4 separate regions of the Mus musculus genome follow, and all the other regions are linked to region 4. The links are chromatin contacts, called in public HiChIP or PLAC-seq and Micro-C maps. All regions are on one chromosome and are shown on one strand. Each heading gives the region's core, a stretch centred on a gene start, on an enhancer-like site or on the middle of the called end of the contact. The rest is flanking DNA. Distances are from core to core; before and after follow the strand shown.

Region 1 (2,700 bases), core at 67-2,566, 550 kb after region 4:
CATTACCAGTCAGCTGTGTCAGGCCAAGGAGGAGGGTAGGGCTGGACCACGATCTGGGGAAGGGGTCATGGGACATGAGGGGTGACCCTGGTGACAGTCCCTGTCATTTGGACCAAAGGCACAAGGTGGTGCTGAGAGCTGGTTGACCAGTTCTCTCGTGCATTTTTACTTGAACCAGCATTGCACCGGGCTGTGGCTCAGTTGGTAGAGTGCCCACCTAACATGCACAAAGTCCTGGGTTCAATCCCTGACACAGCATAAACCAGGGATGGGGTACAGGCCTGTCAGTCTAGCTCTAGGGAGGTGGAGGCAAGGGGATCAGGGGTTCAAGATCATTTACACATCCTGGGCTACATCGGCAATGGCAATACCCCCCCCCCCATCTACCCTGTCCTGATTGAAAGTGCTGAAGGCAGAGACAAGAGTAATTGTCTGCCCAGATCCTGTGGGCCCAGACTCAACAAGCCCTCATGTGTGAGGATCTAACTTGGTATGAGTTCCTCGGTAAGGCTGAGATTAAGACCCAGGCCTGCCTGATGCCAGTGACTGTGCCTTTGAGCTAAAGAACACCGATAAGCTACAGGGTCCCTGGTACTATTGCACGTGTCTAAGTAACAACAGATCCAAGTGCTCATTAAGCACTTATTACCTGCCAGGCCCCAGGCGAGGGATAAGACAGAGCTGGTGCTCTTTAGAAGGCCAGCATCTAAGACAAGGGGACAGGAACCTTTCGTGGATGAGGAAGCTGAGGGAGAGCGAACACCTCGCAGAAGCCAACGTCCTGAGGAACAGGGGTTCAGAGGTCTGTCTCACAGGATAGGTGACTCCGGTGAGGAACCCGTTCATCAGCCGCCACCCCCACATGCCACCCTAAAGCCTGGACGGTGTCCACGCCACCGGCTTGCTCAGCCTCAGTGGGCACTACAGTCCGAGGTAGAACGAGAAACCATCAAGCTCGGAGCACGTGCAGGCCCTGCTCAGAGCTCCGGCTGCCCATTTCTTCAAATCTTGTCACCATCCTCATTACTGTGGAGGCTGCGGGGACTTTGGGGCCAATCCTACTTCTGCCAGTTCTGAGTTAATCCTGGCATGGACAGGGGCCGGTCGCTTCTCTAGAGTGAGCAGCCTGTCCGGGACAGGAGATAGGAGGAAGGAGTGCCTGATCTCAGCCTCTGTAACAGAGCTAAGACGGTGCTGCGCCTACCCCCAGTGCTCCAGGGGGTTCATCTAAACGTGATTAAACAACCATTAGGGCTCTGCGGTTGGGAAATGCAGATTTACAGACTTGCAGACCTCCATTTAAATGCAAATGTCGCTGGTTGGCTGGAACTCGATGCTTCTCTCTGCATTAAAGGCGTCACCTTCCTTTGCCCCTGTATTGCTTCTGAGAGGCTCAATCACCTTGAGCCCGAATGAATCCCAGAAGACCAGGACCCCACCACCCATCCCGTCCTCCACCAGAGCCAGGTACAGGCAGGGTCAGGACCTCAAATGGAGGCTCTGTCTCTCCTTGTCCATTCACGCCCTGCCTGACTGGCTCCCCGGGCAGGGGTTACCCTCTGGCACATAGCAGCAGGTCCCTCAAGGGACTTCCATGAGTTGTCGCCCAGAAAATAGTCACTAATCAAAGCAGAGAACCCCTACCAAAGGCGGGCAAAGAACACAGTGGCCTTGTTGACCACACGAAGAATGCTCTCCTCCTTCCTAGACTTTACAAGACAGAATTTGGAGTCATCCCACACATTCAATTTTTTTTTAATTCAGTGCTAGGACTCCAGAGGAAAGCCGAGGCTCCACACTCACTAGGTGGGCGCCCCACCACTGAGCTCCGGGGCCCCACACTCACTAGGCGATGCCCCACCACTGAGCTCTGTGGACCCACACTCAGTGGGTGGGCGCCCCACCACTGAGCTGCATGCCCACCTTTGAAAGAGAATGTGAGAACAGGAAGGTGAAGAACCATCAGAATCCACTCAGGCGGATCAAAGCCTGGGTCAGGACTTGAACCCAAGTCTGCCTGGTTACCCAAACCACTCAGTTCCCTTTCTGGGCTCTACTCCTAGGCTCCTGTGTGGCCTTTGTGAACAACTTGCCCTCTCTGGGCCTCTGCTGTCGGATCTAAAAATGGAGAAAATAGAAAAAGCAAACAGAACAGGTTCCAGGAAGTAGGTAGGACAGCCTGAGGAGGGGACACCACACTACAAAGTCCTTCATAGCCGAGCCTGCAAGTGGAGACTGTTTATGGCTGTGTACTGGCTGTGTGAGGTAAGGGAGGCAGCAGGGGGTACCACCGACCATGACCAGGAGAGTGACTGTGACTAAGTACCTGCACCCGAGTACCTGGGTGCTGTGCTTAGTCACTCCACATACTCTCAGTTCCTCCTCTGGGCATCCTTGCCAAGTTGGCTTTTAGAATTACTACATGTGTTCCATGAGGCAATCACGAAGGAGGAGCGAGTCAGGCCAAAGGTCACATATGGCCACCGCTGTCCCTGAGGAAGCATACCCAAGGCTGCATGCAGACTGTGGCCAGGCTCCTCACACCCCAGTCCCCAGCCTGTTGCTTTCTCTGACCCTGACCTTTCCATCTGGGTGACCAGATGAACCATGACTTGGGGTTCTCAGAGCATTTCCCATGTGCCCAAGGCTGGCCCAGGCATTAGACAGAGGTAGGACAGTGTTAGCCAAGGCTATGCCCTT
Region 2 (2,700 bases), core at 121-2,620, 780 kb after region 4:
TTGTAGGGACACGGGGCTTTAACCCCAGCCAGAGTCTCCTCTGCACCCCCGCCCGCCTAGCCTTGCTTTTGCCTCCCTTCCCAGGTGACTCTCCTGCCATGGGCTTCCTTCCCTCTGCCTCCGTGGGGTTTCTAGGGGTCTCCGTGCTCTTCTTTCCTTGGGAAGCCTCTCTCTCAGGCCCCCATAAGTGGGAGGTGGGCTGCATCAGAAGAAACAACAAGGTGGATCAGAACATCAAGTTCTGATTCTGCTGCTTATCCTGAGGTCGTGTGACTCCCAGGGCAGCTTACTTAGCCTCTCTGGGTTTCATTTCTCTTACCTGAAAGGAGGGCTATCATCTCTGCTTCTCAGAGGCACTGTGAGGACTAATGGGAGATTTGAGCAAAGTACCTGGCACACAGTAGGTGCTTGGTAGATGGTCACTCTCTGCACCCTTTCACCTACCTAGGCTTCACCTCTCCTTCACTCCTTCCGCCATCCTTCCCTGCTCTCCCTTCCATTTTGGTTGGCTGGGAAAATGCTGTGCCAGTTTCTTCTTTAGAGCAATGTAGTGCGTTCAGCTGACTCAACCTGGAGAGAGCTGCTGTGCATGAAACTCTCCTATCTGTGGAAAGCCCTGGAAGCTGCCTACTGTCCTCCTAGAAGGTGAGCTGCAAGGGAAAGGGTGGGGACGACTCAGGACTCTGCCTCTGTTCCTAGGAGCAGGGTAAAGCCAGTGGAGTCATCCCCACCCTCCTTCCCTGCCTTGTTTCTCACCATGACTGGGGTCAAGGGTCAGTTTTCAAACAGGACCAGGAGTCTGTGGCTGGCTTTTCTTGGACCCGTAGCTCAGTACCTTTTTTTTTTTTTTTTAAAGCATCAACTGGTTTTCCCCATACCCAGTAATTGCCCATCTTGTAGAGATGCAGGCCACATCTGCCAGCCCCCAGTTAAAGCCAGATGGGGCAGCAGCTGGGGGACATGTCACCATTGCTCTGTTCTCCAGGGGTCCCTCCCACTCCAGCAGGAAACCGCCCCCCTCCCCTGACATTCTTGGCAGGGCCAGCTCTGGCAAAAAACTAGCCACTCTGGAGGTCTGATCCACGGTCTTGGTGGCCAGCTTTAGTCCTGGCCTGGGTAGGCAGAGCCTCCCTCCCTTCCTCCCTCCCTCACCAGAGGAGCGGACCCTGCCAGTGTGCCTTGTGTGCTCTCCAGCCATTCTGCCTTTGTCGGAGGTCACCCACCTCCGTGGAAAAGCTGAGTTATTTCCCACTGGCTGCTGCTCCCGACACTGCCACCTGCTTTCGTCCATCAGAGGCCAAGGCTCTGGTCCCTGGGGAGAGCGGCAGTGGTGAAAACAGAGCCCTGTTTATGTCTCTGCTTTCGCCCTTTATCCTGGGTAAAGAAAGGGAACAAGGAGGGGGGAGGGTCAAGGGTGGGAACTGCCTTCCTAACACAGAAAAGGAAGCCCGCAGGCAGCTAGCTAAGGATGAGGAGGTGGCAGGGACTATACCTGCTAGGGTCAGGACAAATGGCTTGTGGCTTGGCTTGCAGGGTGACACTGGGGACAGTTTAATGATTGAAGGCACAATGGTACAATCTGCTGGCCCTTTCTCAGGATGGGATCTGGAGAGCTGCAGTTGAGTTCACTATAGAAAATAACTACGTCTATTTAAGTGTTTCCACCTAACCCTGGAAAAGTGTGGTCAGTGCTGCCCTCTGTTCCTGATGGGGCCAAGGCCAGCAAGAGGAGCCTATATAAGGCGCCATATCCCCAGAGGCTGAGGGAACTCCTTATAACTCAGGATCGTGTTCACTGGGTGACATGTCCTTTTCAGCATCTGGAACATAGTAGGTCTCTAGCAATTGTTGGTCAACCCCAGGTCTGAGGCTTGACAGAGCACAGTAACAAGGGTTCCCTGGGGGGTGGGGGGCATGGAAGCAGCTGCTCATCTGGTCTGTCCTTGAATCCATCATGATGTCTGTCAAGTTCGTGGGACACAGCACAAGGGGAGACTGGGGAAAGAGGGATTTGAGGTCACTGCAGATCACCTGTGCTCTAGCAAGTTGTATTTTTCGGGAGGACACTACCTCTTCCTCTCCCTGCCATTGGAGAATTGATCATGGACAATTCTGGAAGATTTCTGACTCAGCAGGAAGAGCAGCAGAGATTCAGGAGGCAAACAGGTTGCAACATAGCAAAGATTATATGACAGCCCATAACAGAGATGTGGTGTGGGCTCATTGCGTGCTCTGGGCTTTCAATTCCAGCCCCTGTCTCTGCTCGTATGACCTCAAACAATGTCCATGAGCTTCCTGGGCCTCCCTCTCCTCATCCCCACCATTCATCTGCAGCCTTAGAATTTAGTGAGGGGCTGGGAGTGTAGTTCAGTAGGTAGAGTGCTGCGTAGCACACAGGAACCTGGGTTCCATCCACAGCAACACATAAACAGGGCTTGGTCGTGCACACCCGCAATCCCATTACTCAAGAGGTAGAGGCAGGAGAATCGGAGGTTCAAAACCAGCCTAGGCTACATATCAAATTCAAGGCCAGCCTAGGATACATGAGACCCTGTCCAAAGAAAGACAAAAAGAAAGAAACTAGGCATTTGACAGGAACAAGCCCTTGCTGCACCTTGTACAAGGCAGGAACATAACTGGGGTTCTTTCTGCTTCTCTCACCCTGAGCAGATCCTACTATGAAGAGGTCTTGCTGGGCCC
Region 3 (2,700 bases), core at 51-2,550, 920 kb after region 4:
GTACTAAAAGCTCTGAGAAACCCTGGAGGAGGAGAGTCCATTGGCTTTGCCTCACAACGTGCATCAAGTGTTTGTGATCAGAGAATGGTTTCTCAGGGAGAGAGTTACCACTGCTGATGAGAGACCACGCTGCTGTCCTCTCAGCTAGCTTCCTCCTTTCCTGTCCCCCCTCCACACCCACAAATGGGCTCCTTCCTCCCCTGCTCAGACCCGTGCTTTCCACACAGCAGCCCTGAGTCATGTGTGCCACCAACACAGGTCCAAAAAGGAACACAGCTTTCAGTCCCCGCCACAGGCATGATTAGGTGTTTCATGCTCACACATAGCTCCGGGGGCGGGGGGGGGGGGGAGGAGTGTCACTGTGCAGGCTGATAGAGAAGTCCCCATTGTTGGCTCAAAGGATCCCAAGAAGATCCAAGTGACCCTTCTCTTTCTCCTGGTTGCTCATAATGGCTCAGGAAGGGGGGGTCCCTGGAAGCGTGTGAGGGGCGGGGCTCACCTCCAGCCAAGCGTGGGAAGGTACGGAACCGGTCCAGGTTCTGGGCCACCTGCCTCCACAGGTGTTTGAAGGTGCTAGAACCAAGAGACACAGTGTCAAGAAGCCACGAGAGGAAGAGGCTAAAAAGACCTGGGGGAAATGCCTAAGGCGGGTGTGCAGGGGTCACGGTAGTACCAGGAGGAACTAAGTGGATACTGGCAGCTGTGATGGGGGTGGGGTGGCACCCAGAAGGCCCAGATGTGAAAACAGATAGTGCTGGTCCCGGGCTCTGACACAGGGCTGTGTGAAGTGTCGCCAAGCCTCCAATTCTGCACCTCACCTGAAGAATGAGCTCGGCCCACAGGCGTTCCAGAATAAGCCCGAACTTAGGCTCACGCTGGGCACACTGCAGTCGCTCAAAAGCAACACACACCTCGGTGGCTATGGGGAGCATCCTGGCCCAGGGCCTGGCCTGACAGACCAAACCAACAGCTCAGGCCACCCGGACCTGCCGCCCCTGAGACACAAGCCTCCTCCCCGGGCTTCACTGTGACCAACCTCAACACCACAAAACAATAAAAATGCTAATCACCCGGCACAGCAGCTAACGGTAATTTATGACTTTGCTACCTTCGGCCTAGCAGCTTGCTAGAGCGTAGCAAACAGGGGGCCAGGCCCTCTCTCTGCCTGCTAACAGGCAGAGACCCGAGCACTGGCAGGACAGGCCTCTGGGGAAAAGGCCCTGTCAGCACTCCTCAAGCTACCAACCACCCACACTGGCGAACCAGGCACGGAGGGTGCAGAGACGCCATTGCAGGTGCCACACAGTAAGGGCTGCAGATGCTAAATGGGACACGGGGCTGTCCCAGTCAGCTCCACCCACTCGACCAGAAAGCTCCTCAGTCAGTGACCTACACATGACTCAACTGCCCCCAAGCCTGTATACCCTGACAGTATCAATCCCTCTTCCTACCGAGGCCAGACTGTCCCGGACTCAGACCCTGGCTGCAGACCCCCACTGGCTCACCACCCTGCTTGGTGTACTATGCCCTAGGCTCTGAGATCTCTACATGATCCATAGCTATTATCCCAATCCCTGAAGCTCCCAACTTCCAGACCTTTTGAAGCCGAATCCTAGGAGAGAGTACAGACAGGAGAGGAGGGCAAACAGTGGGCAGACCTGGGATACACAGACCCAGGTATGGAGAGGGTCTGAGGAAGCTACAAAGTGTTGTCCACCTCTAGCTAATGAGACGTGCAGGCCCAGGGGGACCGGAACATACACCACATAAGGTTTAAAAGATAAAACACTCCCAATTAGACATGTCCGGGCTATGGCTCTTAGGAATCCAAGAAAACAAAGCTAGCCCCTCTTAGATCCAATGGGCAACCCCAGCCTGAAACAGTACAGTGCTTAGACCAATTCCCTAGAACCTTCCGCGTCTCCCACCACCTTCCGCGTGCAGCCCACACACACCTCTGCAGATTCGGAAGACTCCTAGGAGCTGCTGGGCCAAATCTGAAAGATGGGACCCAGGGAGGCGGAGTGGACAGGTGGCGAGCAGGGACCTTGACCTCATAGCTAACTTATCTCCAGCCTTGACACAGAACTCTGTGCTTCGGGGGGGGGGGGGTGGGGGGTGTTGGGGGTTGGGGGTTGGAAGACACTTGCTGAGTCTGCGTGCTGATGCCTGGTCTGCCCCTCTGACTCCACCCTCCAGGCCCAGGGGACACGCCCTGCAAAGTATCACAGGCTTAGCCAGCAGGCCCCCTTAGTATCCTCCTCCTTCCTATAACCCTGTTCCCACCTCCTCACCTCTGCCTAGCCAACCTTCCACGGGGGTGCCTCCTCCACAATGCAGGCCCAGCATCTCCTGTTTCCAGCTCACCCGTTCATGCCCTCTGTGGTGGGAGGCTGTCCTCAGCCACGGGCTGTGTTTCCAGCCCACACAATGGTTCACCTTTTCCATCCTTTCAAAGATTCACCAAGATAGGGACCCCTCCACTCTCATTCGGCACAGTGGCTCGCCCATGCTCACACAGAGGGAGTGGGCAAGGCCAGCGTGTGACCGCTGGGTTCACAGCCGCAAACATCAGCTCATATCCCTACACCCCATGTCCCGTCCCACCCCCTCAGGGACTTACGGGACACTGCCTGTAAAATTGATGCCACAAAGGTGCTCTGAGCTGGTGACTGTGTCCCCGAAGGTTGGCCCGTCGGC
Region 4 (2,700 bases), core at 161-2,660:
TTGGTCCCCTGATTTCTAGATGGGGCAACAAGCTCATTGTCACACAGTGTGTTGAAGGCTGGGGTAGGTGGTGCCTAGGGTGCTTCTAGTAGGTTTGAGGAGATGCTTCCTAGGCTGGGGGAGGGGGTAAGGGGGGAGGGGGAAGGCTTCCATCCCTAGAGCTCCCTCCTGTGCCACAATGGCTCTTGAGTACCATGAGCGTTGCCAAACACGGCCCTAAATAAGCCTCCACTTAGTGTCAGTCGAAATCACCACTGTGCCGTTGGTGCGTCACCTGAATGTCACCTACCCCAGGTAGACTTTCCATGTTCAGTGGCCACAGCCTCCTCATCGGGTCTCAGCCGCTCTGGTTTTGTGACAGGGACAATGGCAGCGACAGATGGGGAGCCCACAACTCCATTTTCATTTAGCAATCTCAGTTGCACACAAGAAAGGCACCATCTGGAGGGAGAAGGTCAGATCGTTAAAAATATATATGGTGATGAAATGCCAGGGTCTGATAGGCTGGGGGGGAACAGGGGGACAGAGGGAGGAGCTGGGGGGAGCTGTGGGGGTGGGTGCTGTGCGTTCACCTATCTGGCTGTCAGGTGGGTGAGCGTCACAGGTCTCCTGCGTGGCATGGTGACTTTGGCTGTGAGTGTTCCCTGGGCAGGGATAGCATCTTAAATTGGGTTGTGTTTATTTACTGCTGGGCCTTAACTGAGAGGTAGCAGGGCAGGCCTTTTCCCACCGTGGCCTGAGCGTACTGTGCATCCAGCCCAATGGCTTACTTTCTTTACTGCGGTTCCCCGATGGGGCGACTTGTATGCATGTGCGGAAGTCGTGCTTGGCCTGACACATCTCTCACATGCTGGCTTTTTCCCCTCTTTCCCGTGACAGGGATATAGGTTTTATGGGACAGTTTCCAGGGCCCAGAGTGTGAAGGGCCACTTCTGGGGCCCATTAGGAAATGCTGTCACTGCTGAGGGCTTCAGACAGGGATGGGAGCCATCGGGGTCCCCGGCCAGCCTTTGTGCATTATAGGGAGCCTACAGCTTCTCCAGTGTGGTGGTCACCCATGTGACCACTCCAGTCTCTGTGACCCAGCTGGCGTTTGGGCTGGGTCTCTCTCAGGAGTGGTTCATCATTACACAGGCCAGCCTTTCTCTTTGGCCTTTCGTAAAAGCTGCTACTGTTGTGTTTGCATAGAAAGCACATGGATAGATAGTTTTGGCCTCCATGGACCAGCGGCACGGTAGAGAGCCTCCTGCTTCCACATCGCATGCACACCAGAATGGAGAAGCCCGTGGAGGAGCAGAGCCAACCCCGTTCCTTCAGTTATAATGCCTTGTGCCTCATAGGCTCATCTGAAGGGAAAACCACATTTAACCTCTAACCTCCCACACAGCACAGCTTAGCCCAGCCGACCTTTAGCACGTCCGGGTCATTTCCATTAGCCCAGGATCGAAGTGTGTGCTTAATCAAGTGTGTGTAGGCCATGTATATAAATAGCTGGGATAGAGCTCGGCTGTAATGCTTGCCTGGGCATGCCCAATATCCCGGGTGCCATCTTTAGAAATGAGGACAAACCAAGTTTGGATGCATGGACACACGTACATACATGCACGCATGGGAACCATACACAGGTGGGGGTTGGGAAATGTGACAAGATCCAAAAAGGCAACCTCCAGAAATGCCTGGTGTGCTGAGGTGGGTGACCTGGGGCTGGCTGTCTAGCATCTTGAGAGATGGCGCCACCTAGTGCCAGTCCAGGGAAGATCAATGCTCAGAATCCAAGGCTAGTCTCCGGCTTTCTCACCATGGCAAAGTGGATGGACTTAAATTGAGTCGCCCCAATCTGGAGACACTTGCAGTAATGAGGGATGTGACAGTTCTGGTGGGTTGGGACTGTTGAGAAGGGAGAATGGGGATGTGGTTAGGAGAGGAGCCCCCTGCAGAACGGGCTGGGGTAGCAGGGCAGCGTTCCCCGTAAAGGGACATCAAGAGCTGCGTGCTGAAACTGCTGACAATTGTGGAGCCTGGTGATCAGGAGATGCGGCTGGGAGGGAGGGTGGTCCTTGTGGCTCTTCTAGAAGAGTCTAGGGCTTACTCCAAGCCAACCAGGACACCACTGGTATTTTCAAATAGGGAGCAATGGGGTTCTGTGGAGGACTGGCTCTGGAGGCTGGGTGGAGGGCCGGTCACACATCCAAAAGAAGTGTGCCTTCCTGTTTTCCACCAAGGAGGAGTGTGGGCCTTAGGGAGGCTGTTGTCCCAACAGTTGATGACCTCTTCATGACCCCAGAGTTGTAGGCTCCCTGAAGGTTGGCATCTTCGGACAGAGCTAGCATTGGTCTGTGACAGCACACTGGGACTCAGAGTGGCCTTGTTAGAGTAGGCGTGGCCTTATTGAAGTAGGTGTGGCCTTGTTAGAGCAGGCGAGGTCTTGTTGGAGTAAGTGTGTCCCTGTAGGTGTGGCCGTATTGAGGGGTGTGTGGCCATGTTGGAGGGGTGTGGCCTTGTGTTCTTGTAGATTTAGTGTGAAGAACTTGGTTATTGGAGCCTAGAAGCCCCAAGTCCCCATGTGGGTCCTGCCTCATGCCAGTCAGGACCTAGTTTTGCTTCCTAGTCCCTCAGTGTCACCTCTATGGTGATGAGCACTTTATCCACATTTTATTACTGTGAATGCTGGCCAGGTTTTTTGTTTTTGTTTTTAGGGGG

The links. Hi-C and Micro-C count contacts between places; a contact is called where the count stands out from the background. HiChIP or PLAC-seq counts read pairs in DNA pulled down with a chosen protein or histone mark.
Region 1: an H3K27ac HiChIP or PLAC-seq map of embryonic stem cells shows a contact between it and region 4, with 2.9 times the contacts expected there. The contact joins two enhancer-like sites. A contact is called at or near these places in 3 of 115 datasets of contacts at active chromatin or transcription factors (embryonic basal ganglia and embryonic stem cells) and 1 of 9 other capture datasets (embryonic stem cells).
Region 2: a contact with region 4 is called in an H3K27ac HiChIP or PLAC-seq map of stem cell-derived neural progenitor cells, with 4 times the contacts expected there. The contact joins two enhancer-like sites. A contact is called at or near these places in 2 of 115 datasets of contacts at active chromatin or transcription factors (acute myeloid leukemia and stem cell-derived neural progenitor cells) and 1 of 9 other capture datasets (embryonic stem cells).
Region 3: a contact with region 4 is called in a Micro-C map of the G1E-ER4 cell line. The contact joins two enhancer-like sites. A contact is called at or near these places in 1 of 15 datasets of contacts at CTCF or cohesin (large pre-B cells), 5 of 484 Hi-C or Micro-C datasets (the G1E-ER4 cell line, the HL-1 cell line and palatal mesenchyme), 1 of 115 datasets of contacts at active chromatin or transcription factors (astrocytes) and 1 of 9 other capture datasets (embryonic stem cells).

The regions. Positions count from the first base shown.
Region 1 is chr4:140,000,862-140,003,561 of GRCm38.p6, reverse strand. No RefSeq gene overlaps it. Among named protein-coding and RNA genes, the nearest start is that of Klhdc7a, 34 kb to the right of the region's middle. Within about 2 kb of position 1,316, at least 15 of the 459 cell types and tissues checked have an H3K27ac peak or open chromatin away from gene starts, as enhancers often do. A contact at or near this core is called in embryonic stem cells, where this site is marked.
Region 2 is chr4:139,769,866-139,772,565 of GRCm38.p6, reverse strand. All of the region lies in intron 7 of Pax7 (paired box 7), which reads left to right. Among named protein-coding and RNA genes, the nearest start is that of Gm42334, 36 kb to the right of the region's middle. Within about 2 kb of position 1,370, at least 16 of the 459 cell types and tissues checked have an H3K27ac peak or open chromatin away from gene starts, as enhancers often do. A contact at or near this core is called in stem cell-derived neural progenitor cells, where this site is marked.
Region 3 is chr4:139,638,486-139,641,185 of GRCm38.p6, reverse strand. It overlaps Aldh4a1 (aldehyde dehydrogenase 4 family, member A1), which reads right to left. Exons shown (of 15, transcript NM_175438.4): 8 at 2,624-2,700; 9 at 500-573. Among named protein-coding and RNA genes, the nearest start is that of Mir7020, 4.2 kb to the left of the region's middle. Within about 2 kb of position 1,300, at least 55 of the 459 cell types and tissues checked have an H3K27ac peak or open chromatin away from gene starts, as enhancers often do. A contact at or near this core is called in the G1E-ER4 cell line and the HL-1 cell line, where this site is marked.
Region 4 is chr4:140,554,466-140,557,165 of GRCm38.p6, reverse strand. The region is part of intron 21 of Arhgef10l (Rho guanine nucleotide exchange factor (GEF) 10-like); the gene reads left to right. Among named protein-coding and RNA genes, the nearest start is that of Gm42335, 49 kb to the left of the region's middle. Within about 2 kb of position 1,410, at least 30 of the 459 cell types and tissues checked have an H3K27ac peak or open chromatin away from gene starts, as enhancers often do. A contact at or near this core is called in the G1E-ER4 cell line, the HL-1 cell line, embryonic stem cells and 1 more, where this site is marked.